Linked DNA regions of Sus scrofa: region 2 is linked to region 1. A link is a contact called in public Hi-C data. All regions are on one chromosome and are shown on one strand. The core of a region is the stretch at or near the end of the contact, and the rest is flanking DNA. Distances in the headings are between cores, read along the strand shown. Region 1 holds the start of TSPAN16 (tetraspanin-16). Region 2 holds the start of ELAVL3 (ELAV-like protein 3).

What was found. A called contact is a pair of places that touch in the nucleus more often than the background predicts.
Region 2: a contact with region 1 is called in a Hi-C map of fetal liver, with 2.6 times the contacts expected there. The contact joins the promoter of ELAVL3 here to the promoter of TSPAN16 in region 1. A contact is called at or near these places in 1 of 5 promoter capture datasets (liver) and 12 of 47 Hi-C or Micro-C datasets (blood, brain, embryonic fibroblasts and 6 more).

What each region holds. Positions count from the first base shown.
Region 1 is chr2:69,996,745-70,000,614 of Sscrofa11.1, reverse strand. TSPAN16 (tetraspanin-16) reads right to left here and starts at 1,436. Exons shown (of 6, transcript XM_021083874.1): 1 at 1,294-1,436. The coding sequence starts at 1,362.
Region 2 is chr2:70,132,470-70,135,860 of Sscrofa11.1, reverse strand. It overlaps ELAVL3 (ELAV-like protein 3), which reads left to right and starts at 1,513. Exons shown (of 7, transcript XM_021083879.1): 1 at 1,513-1,961. The coding sequence starts at 1,953.

The DNA of each region.
Region 1 (3,870 bases), core at 187-2,686:
CGGGAACTCCGAGGAGGAGTGATTTTTAATTTTCTTCTCTTTCCTGGCAGCCTTTACTCATACTGTTTTACTATTAAAAACAATGACTTCTGGAGTTCCCGTTGTGGCCCAGTGGGTTAAGAACCTGACTAGTATCCATGAGGATGCTGGTTCTATTCCTGGACTCAATAAGTGGGTTAAGGAAAATAAACAAAAAAGAAAGCAACTACTTCTTTAACAGTGAATATTTCAGATTACTTTTTTTGAGGTGGGGGGCTGCATCTGCTGCAAGTGGAAGTTCCCGGGCCAGGGGTCAAACCCAAGCTGCAGCTGCAGCCTGTGCTACAACCTCAGCAATGCCAGGTCCTTAACCCAATGAGCCACCAGGGAACTCCTTGGGTTACTTTTACAGTAAGAAAAAAATGGTTTGAAAAAATGTAAAGGACAGAGAGTTCCTGTGGTGGCTCAGTAGGTTAAGGATAGGACTAGTATCCATGAGGATGCAGGTTCAATCCCTGGCCTTGCTCAGTGGGTTAAGGATCTGGCATTGCCGTGAGCTGTGGCGTCAGTCACAGACACAGCTCGGATCTGGCATTGCCATGGCTGTGGTGTAGGCTGGCAGCTGCCAGGCAGGCTCCGTTCTCTCCACCTCCTGCCCAGAACCCCTCATCCCATGATCCCTCATCCCGCCAGGGCTCTTCTCCCTGTGGGCTCTGCAATCCCCACCCCCCTAGCCTGAGGACCTCCATATGCTGCAGGTATGGCCCTGAAAAAATGCAAAACAAAATTTAAAAAAGTAAAGAACCAGAGTTCCCGTCTTGGCGCAGCGCAAATGAATCTGAGTAGGAACTATGAGGTTTTGGGTTTGATCCCTGGCCTCCCTCAGTGAGTTAAGGTTCTGGCATTGCCGTGAGCTGTTGTGTAAGTCACAGATGTGGCTCAGATCCTGCGTTGCTGTGGCTATGGCGTAGGCCGTCAGCTGTAGCTCTGATTTGACCCCTAGCCTGGGAACCTCCATATGCAGCAGATGAGGCCCTAAAAAGCAAAGGGAAAAAAAAAAAAGGTAAAGGACCCAGAGAAGGCAGAGAAATAAAGGACTCCTCTGCCTGATTTCAGCAGCTCTGGGTCGTTGGAGGCGACGCCTGGTCCCAGAGCGTCCTGCTCCTCGTCAGTCTGCCCTACATCCCTCCTGGTTCCCTAGGGACCACAGATCTGGATGCCAGTGAATTAGATCAACTTATTTCTGTCTTTGAAGGAGCCAGCTGTGGAGGAAGGGCTGCAAAGCCCCCAGGGACCGGATTGTGACATACTTACAGCCATGATGCCATTGAAGAAAGATAACAGTTTCTTCAAGGAATAATACGTAGTGTGTACTTCAGCCATGTCGGCCAGACTGGTGTGCTCTGACCATTTAAGTCAGCATCTTCCTAAACCTCTGGGCTATGTTTTCCAAGATGGTAGAGGTTTGGGGGCACCAAAGCTGACCTGCTCTGCCCCCTCTCTTTCCTGATTGCCTCTTTCTCTGCATGGAAGGGGGTCTAGCAGCTGCCTCTCTTCAGTCATCAGCCTTTATCACATCACAATCAGATGCCAGAGCAAGGATCCTAGTGCTAGGGAAGTAGGTGCCCCAAACTGCACCCTGCTGGTTCCTCATTCTCCAAATGGGTCACACCAAGGATGGAGAAGAGACATGGTGTGCCACCCTGGTACCCCTTTGATGCTACCCAGGCCCTGTGGGCATAGTGCTCAGCACTGACCAACTATGTAGCTAATGCCCCCACTAGACTGGAACCTCCTAGTGGACAGGGGCCTGGGTTCTCCTACCCATGGCTATGTTCCCAAAGCCTGATACACAGTGGTGCTCAAGAAACCTCTGTGGAATGAACAAAGAGGTTCCACAAAGCAGGAATCTAGCTGCAAGCCTTCAGGTTCCCCAAGTCCCTCCCTACACCTTAGCTCACTGAGTTCATCCTCTTCACAGAGCTCAGAGAGGCCAAGGTAACTGCCCACAGCCACACAGGCAGCAGAGCCAAGGCTGGGCTTTGGAGTTCCCAGAGTGATACAAAGGTAAGAACTCAGACCCCTGTGTACCTGAGAGCCTGTACTTTCTCCATCCAAGGTCTGCTCATCCACAGCTAGTGAAGATACTGTCCTTGAGCCCATGTGTCATTGATCACTAGGCCTTTCTTGATAACACAGACACAGAGGGCATCTCACAGCAAAAAAATGTACTTGTAGGCTCTGATGGCTCCCAGGCCCAGTTCCTTGCAGCCACTAGCCCCTACTGTCTCTCTCTCTCCACCCCATCTAGGTCCAAGCCTGTGCTCCTCCGTGCAGCTTGTCTGTGGCCAGGTCCTGGAGGGCTCAGGGTTTTCATGATCTTCGGTAACTCCCAAGGCCCAACTAAAGAAAGAAAATACTTTCCACTTGAATTAACTGAATGAATGTTTGTCAAATTGCCTGCTCCTTGGAACATGTAAAACTAAGCAAGATGTTTCTGAAGGCGTCACTGTCTCCTCCCTGGACCATGGGTCACATCAATGCTAGGAGTGCGTCCTTCCACATCTTTTTCTAAAAGGTCATTTGAAATAAGGAGCCTCAGAACTAGGATCTGAGGGCCCAAAAATAGGAGTACAAAGGTGGGGAGAAAACAGAGGCAAAGAGCAGGACAGAAGGACGGCAAAAGAGGGAGGGAAAATGAAGGACAGATATAGGGCAGGGAAGGTGGGGGGGCAGAGTGGTGTGGACGTAGGGTCCTGCTCCAAAGGTAAGCAGCCCTGGCCGAAACTGGGAAATGAGTACCTAACGCTGGACGTGGCTGGAGCCCCAGAGACAGCCCCGCCCCCGAGGCAGCCCCGTCCCCGAGGCAGCCCCGCCCCGAGGCAGCCCCGCCCCGAGGCAGCCCCGCCCCCGCCCCGCCCCGACTTCCCAGCAAGACGGAGGCCCACGTCCCGGCCTCGCGCACCCCCTGGTGGCCATCAGAGAAAATACTGCCCTTCCTACTCGCCGAGTCTGACTCTCCTAGCCAGATACATCTATTTTTTTTACTTTTTTATTATTTGCTTTTTAGGGCCGCACCCACGGCACATGGAAGTTCCCAGGATAGCGGTCAAATCGGAGCTACGGCTGCGGGCCTGTGGCACAGCCACAGCAAAGGTGGATCCTAGTCGAATCTGCTACTTAGGCCACAGCTCACAGCAACGCTGGATTTCCCAACCCACTGAGCCAGGCCAGGGATGGAACTCTCATCCTCATGGAAATCGATTCGTTTCTGCTGCGCCACAACGGGAACTCCCAGATACACCAAAATGTGCCTCTGTCCCCCAGGGCCGCCACTCAGCACTCCGGCGTGAGGAAATGGAGAGGCAAGACCCACCCCTAAGTCCCCCCAACACACACACACACACACACACACTGAATTGATGCAAAGAGACAGAATAGCGCAGGCATCCTGCGAACTGAAAATTCAAGACATTTGGGAGGGAAAGAAAACAAAAAGCAAAAAACAAACAAACAAACAAAAAAACACTGAAGAAAGCCGGTGAAATTTATCAGAGGTCAAAGGGTCTAGAAAACAGTGATAAACCCCTCTTGAGGTGGCGCTATAGAGCAATTAGGAGGACACTGAAACACCACTGCAGAATAACAGAGGATTGGAATTACTGTTGTGGCTCAGCAGAAACTAACCCAACTAGTATCCATGAGGATGGGGTTTCTATCCCTGGCCTTGCTGGGTGGGTTAAGGATCCGGCATTGCCCTGAGCTGTGGTGTAAGCCAGCAGCTGCAGTTCCAGTTCGACCCCTGGCCTGGGAACTTCCATAGGCTATGGGTACAGCCCTGAAAAAATAAATTAATAAATAAATAAACAGAAGAGTCAGTCCAGTATTTCC
Region 2 (3,391 bases), core at 264-2,763, 140 kb before region 1:
CAATGATGAGCGAGTCTGGCTGCTGAGGCCGCCCCCGCGAGCCTCTCCGCAAAGGCTCAGTCCCCTTCGCTATCCCTGCTCTACCGGGAGCCAGCAGTTTCCATGGGAACTGCAGCCGGGTCTGCGCGCCCAGGAGTAGACCCTTTCCCAACACTGGCACAGTTTCCAGGAGGGACAAGGGGTGAAGGAACAAGCCATCGCTCGGGGTCCCCACGGTCGGGAGCCAGGTAGCCCTGGCAAACCCAAGAGGGGCCAAACTGGAACCTGCAGCGCCACCACCCAGATTGCGCGGGCCGTTATGATTGGCCTTCCTTTTCCATCGGCGTAGCCGGGCTCTCTGCCGCGCGCGTTCCCATTGGCTCAATCTCGAAGGCATCTTTCCTCAATTGGTCCTCTTGAAGGCCATCTCTGATTGGTCAAATTAAGCTCTCCACGCTAGGTTTGAGGGTACTCTCGGACAGTGTGGAGCCTAAAAGGGCGTGCAGGGACGAGGATCTGGTTTAGACTGCGACTCTCCTGTTAGAAGACCCGGGCTACCCTTCCAGCCGCGCTGGGGCAGGGCCGTCGGATCGCTGTCTGTGGTGCTGAAGCCTCACTCGAAGGCGCCCCTAGTGCTCTACTGAGAACAACTCCTCGCGCCTTATGGCCGCACCGACAAAAACGTGCGATTGTGCCTGCGCTCCAAAGGAGATTGCGCCACCCTCTATCGCCTGAGATAAAGGCCAGATCCCCCTCTATCAGAGAGGTAACACAACTCTACAGGCGGACCAATCACAGGCCCCAGAAGCCAGGATATTTTCATGGAAGAACCATCCACTCGAAGTTTTGGGGGACCGAGGAGGACCTATGGTTTCCCGGGTCGGTAGGGGACCAGCGGGGTTTGCCTGGAACCCCAAACTTCATCCCCTTTGGAGCCGTGCTGCGTCCCGCTGCACTGTAGGGTGCCTATTACCCGCCCCCTCTTTTGAACCCTAGAGACACCTAGACCTCTCAAAATCCACAGGATCCCAATTCCTTATGCGAGCAGACTAGGTCCTAGCCCACTCACCCTCCTCCCTTGCTCTTGAGACTACACCTGTTGCCCTCCAAATCTGGGGACACGGGCTTCTGCCCATTGAAGTATTGAAGGATGAAATTCCTCATCCCTCTCCAGTCCTCTCCCGGGAACAGTACCTCCTGAAGGTAGTACAATAAGGCCCTCACCCTCTTTGCTCCTCCAGTTCCGGGTGCTGGGCAGAGGGGAACCCTTCCTGTCTTCTGGGCAGAAAGTCAGCCCAAGAAGGGGCTCTAACGCTGGAAGCAGGATACATGAGAGCAAAAGGCCCCAAACCTGGCAACCCGAGCCCCCAGGATGCGCTTTCTGCGAGTGCGGATTCCTGGTCAGCGCGCGCTCGCTTCCACCTGCCGCGCCGTCGGGCGCCGCGAGGAGGCGGGGCTCCGTTGCCACAGCCAATAAGAGACGCCGGCGCTAGCAGCTGCTGCTATAAAGGGCTGGGGGCGGCGGCGGCGCGGCCCAGAGCGCGGAGCGCGCAGCGCGGGCAGGAGGGAGGGAGGGAGGGCGGGCGAGGGGAGAGGACTGAACACCGGGGACTGGACAGGCCGGGCGGAGGGGCGGCGGCGAAAGGCAGAGCGCCGCGATCTCTGTCGGGAAGCGCAAGCTCCCCGGGCCCCGCGGGGCCGCGCAGGGGGCGTTCTCAATCCCGCGTCCGCTCCCTCTTTCCATCCCCTGCTGTCCGCAGGCCACCCCGGGGCCCGGTTATCCGCGCGCGCGTACCCGGGCTCGGGCCCGTCTCCGACCCTCGAGGGAGCCGCTGCCCTCACCGAGACCTCTGCAGCGGCCGCACCAGAGGCCGCCCGGGCAGGACCCCGGCGTGAGAATCGAGCGCCCCCCAAGGAGTGCACGACCCCCGGAGCCGCCCTCAACACGGACCGCGCCCGCCGGGCACACAAGAATGGTCACTGTAGGTATTCTCCTGTCGCTGAGAGGGAACCTGGTCGGAAAGTGCTTAGGCACAGGCTCCGAGGAGATGGAGATGGGGGGGTAGGACCAGGCCTAGCTAGGCCCGGGTGGGGGGGGGTAGGACCGAGCCTCGGGGCCTGAGAGTGGGCAGGACCGCGCCCAAAGTGCTGTGGGCGCTCAGAGTCTGGCGTGAGAGGCCTTAGGGAACCGAGTTGCGATTCGGGGGCCATCCTACGGCTCCCTGGGGACAGGTTGCCCCCCCTTCATCAGGCCTGATGGGGGAGGGGCCGCCGCGGCGGAGGAGGCATCCTCCATCCAGGCCCGGACCCAGCAGGCCTCCCAGGCAAACGCAGGGCCCCAGTCACTGGTGCTGGACCAGGATAAGGCGGCAAGTAGTCCCCAAGAGCCCCAGGGAAGGGGTGGCGTCGGATCGCGCGCCCTGGGCCTCGACCGCGCCCGGAAGCCGGGCGTCTTGTCCTCGAGCCCGTCGACCTTGCGGCAAGCGGGGAGGGGAGAGGAGGGGGCGCGCCCGGAGGCCCCGCGGGCCCGCCGCCACTGCCGCCGCGTCCCTTTGTTTCTCGGCGCTTCTTCGCGGGCCGTAGCCTCGCGCGGGCGCCTCAGGCTGCGGGGAGGGGGAGGGGAAAGGAGAGCCCGCGGGAGGGGGGGGGGGTGCTCCGCGGCTCCTGAGCCCCCGCCCCCCAGGGGATGGGGTAAGGGACTCAGGCAGGCCCCCTAGGCCATGTCTAGGCGACCCACCCCGCCAGAGCTCTGGGCCGCGGGGTGACCTTGAGAGCGCCCGCCCGCCTGCCGGCGCCACTCGTCCAGCGCCCGGTGCTTTCAGCAGCCACTGAGCTGGTCAGCTCCCGAGTGCGCAGCCACGCCCGACCACGCCCTTCCTAACCACGCCCCTGCCCCGCCCATCTAGGCCACACCCCGGGGGCCCCGAGGGCCCGGCCTCACCCGAGCCCTCGGATTTCCACTCCGCAGCCCAGGCGTATCACGGGGGCGGGGTTGGCCAAGCCTAGCCCCACCCCGGCTCCACCCCTGCCCCCACCGCGCGACTCCGCTCCCCGCGCCGCCGAGCGTCCTTTGTCTGGTCCCGGCGCCCGGGCCTCCTTCTTCCGCTCTTTCTGTTTCTCGGGTCTCTCTGTGTGTGTCTCTGTACACTGTGTCTCTTTCTGGACCTCTTTTTCGAGTAGTAGCGAGCATAGTGAGTGGAGGGATGCTTAGCACTCCCTTCGTGCCTGGGCCTCTCCCCTGCTGGATCCTGGGACCCGCCCACCTGGCTCTGAGAAAGGAGGCCTAAGAGAGGCCTGCTTTTTCTGCTGTGTGATTTCAGGCCTGCTTCTTCTTCCTGTGTGCCTCTCGCTGCTCACTCAAGTCCAGAAACGTGCATGAGGCCTCCTGCGGACTCTCAGTACCCCTACAACA